Linked DNA regions of Hordeum vulgare: region 2 is linked to region 1. Evidence: chromatin contacts called from public Hi-C data. All regions are on one chromosome and are shown on one strand. Each heading gives the region's core, a stretch centred on a gene start, on an enhancer-like site or on the middle of the called end of the contact. The rest is flanking DNA. Distances are from core to core; before and after follow the strand shown. Region 1 holds the start of LOC123424791 (DNA polymerase zeta catalytic subunit). Region 2 holds the start of LOC123424794 (probable serine/threonine-protein kinase PBL7).

What was found. A called contact is a pair of places that touch in the nucleus more often than the background predicts.
Region 2: a contact with region 1 is called in a Hi-C map of leaf, with 6 times the contacts expected there. The contact joins the promoter of LOC123424794 here to the promoter of LOC123424791 in region 1. A contact is called at or near these places in 2 of 6 Hi-C or Micro-C datasets (leaf and seedling).

What each region holds. Positions count from the first base shown.
Region 1 is chr2H:46,957,827-46,964,070 of MorexV3_pseudomolecules_assembly, reverse strand. It overlaps LOC123424791 (DNA polymerase zeta catalytic subunit), which reads left to right and starts at 2,667. Exons shown (of 24, transcript XM_045108484.1): 1 at 2,667-2,931; 2 at 3,021-3,103; 3 at 3,570-3,627; 4 at 4,068-4,117; 5 at 4,182-4,288; 6 at 4,911-4,953; 7 at 5,597-5,665; 8 at 5,858-5,989; 9 at 6,119-6,244. The coding sequence starts at 2,799.
Region 2 is chr2H:47,225,477-47,231,720 of MorexV3_pseudomolecules_assembly, reverse strand. It overlaps LOC123424794 (probable serine/threonine-protein kinase PBL7), which reads right to left and starts at 3,409. Exons shown (of 5, transcript XM_045108488.1): 1 at 2,998-3,409; 2 at 1,178-1,356; 3 at 864-1,053; 4 at 1-258. The coding sequence starts at 3,097.

The DNA.
Region 1 (6,244 bases), core at 1,418-3,917:
TTAACCAAGCATTTAACAAATACTTAAATATGTATAAAGAAAATGTTCCTTATGTATACGAAAAATGTACAGGAAAGAATATTAATGTGTACGAAAAAGTTGATCAATCATTTTTTAAATGTTAATCAAATATTAGGAATATTTAATAAAATACTGAAAAATGTTAATCAAGCATTTTGAAAATGTTAAATGTGCATAGAAAAATGTTTGTCACATAGTATATACAAAAAAAATCAATGTGTATAAAAAATGTTGATCATGTATTTGAAAAATATTAAATATATATAAAAATGTTACTCCTGTATACAAGAATGTACAATGTGCATTAAACAAAATTAGACACAAAAACACTACAAAATAGATAATTTTGTTTTTTAAAAATGTGAACCATGTATATAAAAATAATCATGATGAATACGAAAAATTTAAATTATGAGTGAAAAAATATTTTCATGAAAACAATGGGCGCCCGTGTAATGAAAAGTGGTGACCATGTATTATAAAATGTTAATCTATTTGTATGTGGAACATGTTAAGTATGCATTATATATCTCTCCTTAATAATGAAGCACGTAGTGCTTCTGTCGTTTGGCTATTTTGCAGAACAGTCCTTGTCTTTTTCCATAATTAACCCACAGTCTATCTTTTAGTCACATCCATATCTTTTTTTTGCATTTTTCAGAAAACCCTTAATGTTTCAGGTAATCAACCCGTCATCCGTATTTAAGTCAGCCGAAACGTTTTTTTGTTTTAACAAAAAAAAACTGACTTTTCAGTTAATCAATCCACATTTTACCTAAAACAAAATTATCCATATCTTTTAAACCGTAACTCCGATTTTAACATGTTATATATGAAATTTGATTAAAATGTGTAGAATCTAAATAGGATGTTAATTTTAACAGTTGAATACTTCTTAAATATTATTTTTGTACAAACTTAATATGTAGTGCACATCCTTTTTTTCCTCTTTCCGGCGATGATAGGAATTGCAATAAACATTCATTAAATTAAAACCAAATTGAGAGAAAAGAAAACATCGTTAACCACGCATGCACATCTTTGGAAAACCTCATGGGGAGAAACACCATATTTCTCATCTTATTTCGAACGACTGTACATTCAAACACGTTTTCGTTATGTGAGCACTGAGGCCATCGTCGGCAACACAAATGTGATGCCATGTGAAATTATATTGCGTTTAGAGCGTGTGTTATTTTCTCTTCCGTTGCAACGCACGGGTTCTTTTGCTAGTATACCAAAAATATACAATGCCTATGAAAATAATTAGACATAAAAATATAAATTTCCAAAAGAATGTGAATCATGATTTTCAAAAATGTAAACATGTACATAAAATATGTTTACCATGTATACGAAGATGTTGAACGTGTAGCGAAAAAAGTTCACACATGTTCATAAAAAAAGAAACCGATTGAAAGGACAAAGAAACAAAGAGGGTGGGAGCCACCCAATTTCTTTGTTTTTCGATACTTTTCTGAGCCTAATCACAGTTTCTCTTATAGTCGGAGATCTGTAACTTCGATTAAGAAAACTTTTGATATTTTAGGAATTTTCTTGTGGCATAAACAGAGGCCCGACCGACTGAGGTGACTCCAATACAGACCCACCACTTGAGCAGGGGTGGGTGTGTAGGCAGGCCGTTTAGAGCCCTGTATTTAGTGGCGGATCCACCATTGGGGCGAGCTGGGGCGACCGCGGACAAAGCAGGGTATTTCACGTGCCTATTGACCATCGACACAACACAATGAAGCTTCATCACCATCCATCGCCGCGGCAAATCTTAATTTCTGGGCCCGTCACAGTGTCGTAGTCCCCCTGGCTTGCATCTTCTGGCTCTACCGACGAGTGCCCATATACATCTCGACATCATGCATTCGAGAAGAGTGTGTCTACACGAATCCTTGGCACCACACATACCACAAGAGCTAGTTGTAGATATTTTCTGATGGCATCTCACGTCTTCAATAGGAAGGGAATGTTTTGCTAATCTCCATAAGAAAAATCTGATTTTGCCTGGAAATTTAGGCCCTGTTTGGAACCATCCAGATTATATAATCTGGTTTTTATAATCTATTGTATTTCCAAATAGGACAACTTATATTGTAGAATTTATAAACTAGATGACCAGATTATTATAATCTCATAATCTCCTCTACCCAGCTAAAATGAGATTATGGATTATAAATGACGTGTTATCCTTGTAAACTTCAAAAGAATTACGCAATGTCACCGCCACTTTCCTATTTTTTCTTATAAACTGAGGGCAAACATGTCATTGTACAATTTAAAAGCTGATTTACAGTTTATATAATCTGACCTCCAAACATACCCACCTGGATTATTTTTATAAAACAGATTATATAATCTATGTTCATAATCCAGATTATTATAATCTATTATGGTTCCAAACAAAACCTTAATCTTCCACAAGATTTAAATGTGATGCACCAGCACTCTCCTCTAACCAAACTTCTCTCCTCATCTTGTGTGCAGACTGGGCCGCGGTAAACGGAACACACAAAATACATACATTTCCAAACTGGGTTATAGGCGACACAGGCCCAAAGGGACCCAAGGTTTCGACAGACGATGATGGGCCGTGGTCCTTAATAAACCCCCAACTAGCATCCGCTCGCGATGGTCCACGGAGTCAAACCCAAACCCAAGTGGAGCGAGCAGCGTGCCGTGGAAGGAGCCGGAGCCGGAGCCCGGGAACCCACACCGCCCCCAAATAGAACCACCGCCCACCCACCGCGCCGTCCTCGCCGGCGACCATGAATCCCTCCTCGCCGGAGCCGGAGCCGCCGGGGACCCCCTCGCAGGTCCTCAGCGTCCGCATCGTCTCGCTCGACTACTACATGGCGCCCCCCGTCCCCGGCCTCGACATCTCCTACAGCCCCTTCCACTGTACGCTCCCTGCCCCATATTGCCCCCTTTCTGAACTTCTTCTCCTCCGAGCCGCGCTGAATTCCCTGTCTGTCTGGTGGCCGCCGCAGGCGAGGAGGTGGAGGAGGTGCCGGTGATCAGGATCTACGGCTCCACCCCCGCGGGGCAGAAGACCTGCCTCCACGTCCACCAGGTGGGCACCAGCTTCTCTCTGCACCTATTACCGTTCTTCACTCGTCACATTTCAGTATGCTTGTGTGAGTCTCGCCATGGGAAGGGGGATGGGGAGTGCGGCGCGCCGAATTTGATGCTTGGAAGCTCGATTCGGCATGCCAATTACCAAAGAGCAGTGTGGCACACATGTCTTCTTACCTGGAAACCTATTAGTATCATCTTTGATGAACTGTTGTACTCCCTCTGATCCATATTACTTGTCGCTGTCTTAGTTCAAATTTTGAACTAAAAGCACAACACTTATTTTGGATCGGAGGGAGTACAAAAGTTGTACTGAGGCAGCGACAAGTAATATGGGTCGGAGGGAGTATCATATACTCCAGTAGTTGAAATACTACTCATCTCTATTGTATTCTGGCGACACATTGTTTCATCTACTTTCTAATATAACAGTCTGAAGTTGTAATTCTCCTTTTGGTATTCAGGCCCTGCCGTACTTGTATGTACCTTGCCCAGAGGAGATACTTCATAATATTGAAAGAGGTGACTGCACTTCCTTTTGCCTATGTTTTTACCATCCCTTTTTCCATTTACTATATGGGCTCTTCTCTTGTTCGACATGATGTTTATCATTTCATATCAGCTGTTCAACTTCTTACCAGGCAGTCGTTATTGTACATCTTGTAAATTTTGTAGATATTACTTTCTCATATAGTTGGTAGTTACGGTCTTACGGATTCCCACTTTTAACTTTTTGTTCGAGGCACTAGCATGATTTGTTGTTAAAAACATCAATTTACATGTTAAAAGCTTGCTCTACTTTGCTTTTGCGACATAGTTACATAACATAAAGGATACGGTGAACTCTTGGTCTGAACGAGACGTAGTAAAGCACTTGTTTGGTTTTCTTTCTAATCAACGGGGCGTCCGTGTCAAGAAAAGCACCTGGCAGTCAATTAATGTTTTCTCTCTCTTTTCTTTAGGGAATTCATGTATGACTGGTCTATTGAGTGACCTCGAGAAAACTTTACAGGTAGAGTCCACTTAGTTGGTATGTTAACTTTCTCTTTTCGTGAGTATCATCATTTCCCCTGCAGAATCGCGGCCCAGCAAAAAGGAGGCATGTCCATGGATGTAGCCTTGTTCGAGCAAAGAAGTTGTATGGTTATCATTCATCCGAGGAGATTTTTGTGAAGATCTACCTGTATCCACAATTTAACCATTTACAGATCATTTCTTTTTGCTACGAATGTTTGAACCTGTGTAAATCATTTCCCACTTCCTTTTCTGGTTACTATTGTGTTGGAAAATTGTAAATTATGGACGTAGTTCATCTGATATATTGAAAACCCCTTTTTAACCTTTCGTTATGGACTTAATTGTGAAACATAGTGCTTTACAAGCATTTTGAGGTAGCTACATAAGACAGGAAAGTGAAGATCATGAAATATTCCTGTCATTGTGTATTGACAATATCACAATATCACTCAAAAAATATCCCTTTCTTTATGACTGCATATGCCTGAGCCCTGATGACAACTTAGGAAGTCATGAGCGTTGAGTGGTTTGCTGAGTTACCTTCTGTTTTAACTGAAAACTGAATAGCATCAAATGTTTGAACCAAATGTTGTCATAGAAATCTTCTTGCACAAACTGATAGGTCAAATTATGCAGGGTATCAAGTGCATGTAATCAATTGATGTTCTGTTCTTTCATCAGACACTTGTTGTCACATGGAATTGTTTCTCTTTTATTGAATGTATGCCTGCATTTTGTTCTCCTCCACGACTTTGTCATGCAACTGATTGCCTTGATTTAATCTAAAGATATTATCCTCATGAGGTTTCTCGGGCTGCGACCCATCTATTGGTATGATACATTGAAGCTCCCTTCTGCTTAAGTTGTGGTTTTAGTATTTCCATATGGATGGGTACATGACTACATTTATGTCCTGATAGGTAGATAAGTCTGAACTGGAGGAATATTGTTATCAACTCATTTCTGTCTCATGTATCTTCTTTTTCACTAATTTCTGCAAAATTACTATGTTCTACTAAGAGAGCTGCAATGTTTTTTTTTACATCATTGCTCTCTATTGTTCTTTTGATCTGTTTCCATTAGCTATGCATTTAAGAATTACTCAATTTGTACACTAGCAGAAAATTGTAACTTTAATGGCGAACAGAGTTATGACAGGAAACTTTCATGGCTTGAAGCTGTGAATTGAGTAGTGTTCACCTTGGTGCTAGCGCTAGTAAAGACATTGGACAAGCGCCTAGTGTGTCATGGCCGATTAGGCAGGGCTAGCAGTTGTCTGGTTATAACAAATCATCTAGAGAGCTGGCATGGATGACAACCTCTCTTGTAATGAATGTTTATTAATTTTAAGACACCGGTGTATTTTGTGGTATTCCATGCAATCGTAAGTATATTTTTATGGAAATTGGAATCTCTTTTATGTAAAGTTTTATGCTATCCTCGCTGGGACTGATCGCGAGCTGTTTGGTTTCAGGGCGGTGCTGTTCTTGATAGAGTATTCCAGCCTTATGAATCACACATTCCATATCTTCTTCACTTTTTGGTGAGAGCGATGCTTTCTTATTCTGTTTTTATGGATGTCCTGAACTGCAAGACTATTGCCATTTTGTCTCTTTTGCACAAGCATACAACTTAAGTACAATATTCCTGACTTGATGGTGCCAGTGTTGTTTGACACATTTGATATATATTTTGAGTGATCTAAGATGATATTTCTGTTCAATGTATGTTATAGATCGACTATAACTTGTATGGAATGGGCCATGTACATGTCACAGACTTCAAGTTCCGCCCTCCATTGCCAGGTGATTTTCATCCTAAGACTCCGCAAAGGAAGGTGGACTCTTCTGATGAATCGGAGCACAAGGCAAGTTCTATGGATTTTGTTATGTCTATATATCGAATGATTTCCATTTGAATCTATGTTATTTTTCGTGCTGTCATACATTATCCATTGCTTCTACTAAAAATCTCTACCTTCCTCTTAAAAATGTAGACACATTCATATAATGCTGCGGTGAAAAACCCAATTATCTGGACATCGTCAACAGCGCCACATGCTTTAATCCTAGGTGATTCTTCAACTACACATTTCATGGAAGGATCTAGTTCGAACTTCAGA
Region 2 (6,244 bases), core at 2,160-4,659, 270 kb before region 1:
CAGGAGCGCAGTAGCCGTACGTTCCCATAACTCTTGTTGATACGTGGGTATTTTCACCAACTGGACCAAGTTTGGCAAGCCCAAAATCAGACAGCTTCGGGTAATAATCTTCACTCAGAAGAATATTTGATGGCTTGAAATCTCTGTATATGACTGGTGGGTTCGCCTTATCATGCAGGTACTCCAGACCCTTCGCTGCACCAACAGCAATCCTCATCCTTGCATTCCAATCAAGGGGTTCCCTGTCTGGTGGGCGGTCTGTCCAGAGAGTGATCCATGAGTTGATACAAAAGAAGAAATATGGATGTCATGTTCTTCAAAAGGATACGGATAGTGGTGAACAACGAGATTATGGCGGATAACTAGGATGTATACTTAAATGTAACAGGTTAGAAATCAATTTAACAAATGCTGGTACAGAAGCTGAAATTGTTTGTGATTTGACCCATAAGGAAGCTGAAATAACAGGACCACTATCTATTTTGTTAGAGTTGTATATGTTAGTGTTTAATATCCCCATTGAATAAGGGGGTTTCTGCACATTTACCACACCTGTACGTGTATATAAATAGGCCTATGGCATCATGGAAATACAAGTCACTATTTCCCTAACATGTGACATATTTATCATGTACTGACACTTGGGGTATGCTATAGTATTACCATAATTAAATAGTGTCTTTCATGTTGTTTTATTGTAGTGCAGAAGATCGGAAACTGAAGCTCAAGCCTGCTCTTACACATTCTTTATGAAGCTCAAGCCAGCTAAATATCAAGATATTTGTAATATATAAACACCAATTGCAATCACCCACTGAGAAATATATTTTATTGGACAGGAAACCATACAATGAGAAGCGTACCGTGCAGATGATTTTCTAACGATCCCAATAACATATACTCATAAACTAGGAGGCGCTGATCACCATCTGCGCAATAGCCAATTAATCTGACAAGATTGGGATGGTGCAAGAGGCTTAGCATGAGAACCTCCACAAGAAATTCACGGTTTCCTTGAAAACCATTTCTGTCAAGTTGCTTCACAGCAATAACCTGCTAAATGACACAGGCAAAATGGATAAGAAACATCATGTAAAGCACCAATAAATCCATCTCCTAAGTTGCACTCCATGAAAGGGAAAAGGGAAATAAGTTAACAAGGCTAGAGATAACAAACCTGTCCATTCTCCATGTGTCCTTTATAGACGCGACCAAAACCACCTTCACCCAACAAACAATCTTTTCTGAAATTCTTGGTAGCAATAGCTAGCTCTCGGAAAGTGAAAATCTTTGCTGGGCCGTGTGGAATGCTTCCTCCTCTGCGAACAGAGCTTGAACTACGAGAATTGGATCGATCTGGACCCACCCACCAGAAAAACATTAGCACATAGTTCCTCAATTATAAGCTTTCTTGAATGCAAAGAAATCATATAGTCCAGGAAATATAAAAGGCAGGTACCTATAGAAATGGATCGTGATTAATAAACAGCTATGCATATCCAACATTTGATGACCTGAAGACCCGTTGGTGTGTTGACATATGTACCGAATAATATACTGCCCTAAGTCGTCCAGAACTGTCATTTACACTTAATATCATCAAGTTGGTGGCATAAGTTGAATTGGAGTACAAGATACTACTCTTTTGAGTTGTTGAAGTGATGTACAGTCGTACAGGACAAAGCTATCCTAGGTAGCTCCAAATAAATACCTTGATGGCCATGAGCATTCCATTAAAAGCAGACCTTTTTTTATAATGGTATGAAAAAGGTATCACCGGCACTTTATGGATCTCAGTTATTTTATTTCTAGTTTAAATACCAAGCAGATATGCACAATGAAAACTTGCATCACCTCATGAGAAATTTGACTAGAATTAGAGAAACATATTTATTATTTCTGCATAATAGTACAAGTGTACATTGAGAATTAATCCACCATAAATCGCATGTACCACCCTGTCGGCAAACATCATCTACATCATGTGATGTAAAATACTTCTGGCTGCAGGTAGATGAGAAATTGCAGCAGCCACAAGATCAAACAAATATGCAAGATCAAACTTGCATGTCCAGTAGGCAGCAGCTAAAAACTATTAAACTAAACTCTGGCGCTTGCTTCAAACTCGTCATCAGCCCCAACAACTAAGAAAAGGGTGAAATATAATTCAATTCATCTCGACGCAACCGAATAGCTACCCCAAGGAATCAGTCAGAGATAACAAGTGCAAACAACACATCAAATGTTTGTTTCTTTGGTTGCTTCAGATAGAAAGTTTGGTGATAAATTTAAGTCAGATAACAAGTGTAAACAACACATCAAATGTTTGTTTCTTTGGTTGTTGCTTCAGACAGAAAGTTTGGTAGCAAAATCAACCGCAACCGCAAGCTTAGCTTCAGACATTTCTCTCCCTTTCACGCCACTTCAGGTGAGGAGAAAAAAAACTCAAATAATACAATTCTTTTGACAAGATATTGTTCTTTTGTGTGTCCTCTTCACCACCGCTGCATCAGCAAGAATTCGACTAACATCCGCATATCTAAATAAAATGAATCATCTACGGCGACCAAGTGGTCAGCTTGGTAAGCAATCAACAAAAAATGCAATCAATGAATCATCTACCGCGATCATGGAATATACTCTTCTACATGAAAGGAATCAAAATATACAAAAATACTCCCCATTTCTGGGCCCGATAAATCAAGATGCTACAGTTAAGCACATGATACATGTCCACCCCAACGACTCACTCAACCGCCCCCAACCAATTGGCAATTAGATGTTCTAATAAAAAAAGGCAATTAGGGATCAGCCAGGCCTCTTGTACCGTCAAGGAACAATAAACTTTTTATGCCTAAATCAATGCTCACAAATCACTAAAAAGTAAAAATCAGCAGACATCTGAACGGACAAGACAGGAAATCAGAATGACCAAAGGATTCAGCCCTTCCGGTCAGCACAGAAAGTGGGCAACTCAAGTCAAGATGCGGACGCTACCTGGCGCCGGCTTCGCCGCCGACGGCCGGGGCGACGGCGAGAGCGCCGCCGCGTCCTCCCCGGCCTTCCCCGACGACCCCGAGCACGGGAAGCAGCTCATCTCCCGCGGCTGTCAGAAAAATGCCGGCCAAGAAACCCCGGCGCAAGCGCTCGATCTTGGGACCACCCACCGTACTGATCTCCCCGGCGTGGAAAGTGAAATCTTTTGGGGAGGAGCCGGGGAGAGGGGAAGGATGGCGAGTCAAAACCGGAGGAGGGGGGGAGAGGCGTGGAGCAAAAGGGGAGCTCGGGAGGCAAATTTTCGTGATTATTATAATGGCGGTTGAAGTGTTCTTGGCGAGGCAGTTTGCTGGTGGCCAGTTGAGCTGAGCTGAGGTAGTTGCGCTGTCATTTTGCCGAGCTAAAGCGAGCGAGGGAGGGATGGTTACAGAAAAGGGGCGCCTTTTTATGGTTTCAACAAGAAATTTAAAACCATTTTGATTGGGACTGCTCCTTATGTATTTTCTTGGTTGGGAATGCTCATAACGCACGGGAGATGTCAATATTCGGCATAGGGGTTTGACATGGCACAGGGCTGCACAGGGACAAAAGTGCCATCTCACCTGGTATCTTTTGAATCCTTCAGTACAATGTATATGCTCATTTGCAAAGGTCAAAAGCATTGGTTCACGCATATAATAAATTAATAAATATTTCCTGTATCTAAATAATTATAGTTGGAAAGAACTCTTTCCTTGAAAAGAATTCCAACTATAAGAATTCCAACTATAATTATTTAGGTACAGAGAGAGTAGACTTTTGTCATACACAAATATAAGATGTTTCGAATATTCTAATATGGGTTACATAGATACTGAAATGAGTGAACAGACACATTAAAACCTATCTATATACATCTGATTAAAATAATAATTAGAAAATATAATATTTATGGAAGGAGGGAGTGAGACTATATAAATATAATGCAGATGCACATAATCATAAATATGGGCTATTAAGAACTAGACTGCTGGGGGGGGGGGGGGGGGGGGCATCTGCTCAAATTTAGCCCTTCAAACGATCTCCTCAACCTTAAACTCCACACATTTGAAGAATTAACAAATACATGTTCCTAACCGAACTCCAAAAACTTAACACGCTAAAAGAATATTACCAATTCTTCTATCTTCTAGTTTACATACTTCATTTCAACTAGACTTGCAACGTATTAAGTTTTGGTCATTGTCGTTCTTCACTCAAACCTACCTTTCCCAATGCGCACATAGTTAATGGTGGCGAGCACATGAGGCAAGCACTTAAAAAAGACGCAACACGCTTCATCAATGGATTCACATTTACTTTTAGATTCACTCCTCGGTTTAGACCAAGGATCATCATCTATAATAGCTTTTTCAATGGTGTCGAGGAGAATTCAGTGCATCCAAATTCACCACCAAAAAATATTTTTAGAATATGTTGAGTTGGGTTCAAAGTAAATCCATTTTTCCTATCACGATTGATATACAAGTGGCCGAACTGAGATTCTAATCTTGGTCTTCGACGGTCCCGTGAACGATCACGACAATGGTCATCTCACAATCATCATCATCATCATCTCCCTCCTCCTAGGATGAAGAGGCATCGAAGAACATATCCTTAACCTCTTGATCTACTAATTATAATATTCAATGATGATTTTTATTGCAAAAATAGTAAAGAAACAAAAGAAAGGAAAAAAGGTACCAAGGCGATTAGTTGAACACTTGGTGTGCGGGGGAGGTGAGAGTCTCCGGGAGCGGTATTGCGGTGACGTTGTGGCCGTCGGTGCATGGCAGGGTTGAGGGGATGGTCCGAGGGCATCGAGGATCTCGGTTCCGCTTGAAGTCGTCCTCACCCATCGCCTAGCAAGCCTGTTGTGGCCAAATTCCGGCTTTCAGAAGGCCATCCGGCAGTTTCGGCTCCGTTTAGCTTGAGCTCGAGGTGGGGGGGGACATTGTGCTCCTCCAGTGATTCCATTTTCAATGAAACAAGTTCGGTGTGCCCTGGTTCATCCACAAGCTCCTAGTGGCGGCAACGAAGATATGCAACGATTATGACTGCTACTATGGCACACGACGAGCGAATCCAAGGTGGACCGAGAGATCGACGGGGCTGCGGGGTGTCTATGGACGCTCGTCGGTGAAGGCAAAGTGGAGACGAGAATGCCGACATGGAGGTGGATGAGCGAGAGGGAGCAGCTGAAAGAGAATATTTTGCTAAGACTTGGTTTCAATTGCTCTAAGAATATATTTAAATTCCCGTTCAAATGAATTTCCTAAACATATATTTTGTGACATATTACACATAAACCAACTGGAAGAATTATCAAATATTACCATTTGATGTGTGACACTGTCATGCATTTTTACATGGACATTAAGATCATCTACAACCAAACGCCTCAAACGATATCTCATACGTTCACTGATGCGTCCGGTCAGTGATCGAATAGAAAAAAGAAGAAGAAAATGACCCAACCGGACCCCTCATATCATCCTTATACGTTCGGATTATCCGTGAACTCATATATCCATCTCAAATATAGAAAGAATATGCGCGTTCGGTCAATCCGTCACGGAGGACGCGACCCTATTCAGAACCTTTTTTCTCTCTCTCTCTTTCCTTCCATTAATTACGAGTGACTAAACATATAAGAAAGAAAATGAAAAATCTGATTATACGAACGGACAAATAAAAGTCATACGTTCGATCACCAACCAAACACTTTCGATCGCGTTTAAGGTGTTATATTTGCTATATCTATTGTAAATACTCTAACAAAAACCCATTTGTTGGCATGGCGCCAAACGGTGAATTGGCAAAGAGATATATACGCACGGCTGTCGCCATCGGGAAATGGCACGCCCAGCTAGGCGCATCCACCCGTCCCGTTTGACTAGCTAGCTCGTCGGTCGTCAGTCGTCACCTGACCAGCTGCATTATTCGGGCCGGGTGTATGTACTCTAGCTACATCGATCCGCCTGGCTGGCTGGCTGGCTCGTGTGCGCCCATTTGCCTGCCTCGCAGGTTTATTTAAGCCAGCCGGCCCGCTGTAATCACGTCGCCGTGCATGATTACGCTTTCAATACTGCCGCCTGAACATGCCATGCGGATGGGGGTGGCCAGACGGAGAAATACAGTGGAGACGCTTCTGGATGCCAATCATACGATTTGTTTCGCGAGGGGATATATATATGCTGCGTCTTCTCTGCGTTGTGGAGGACGGAGA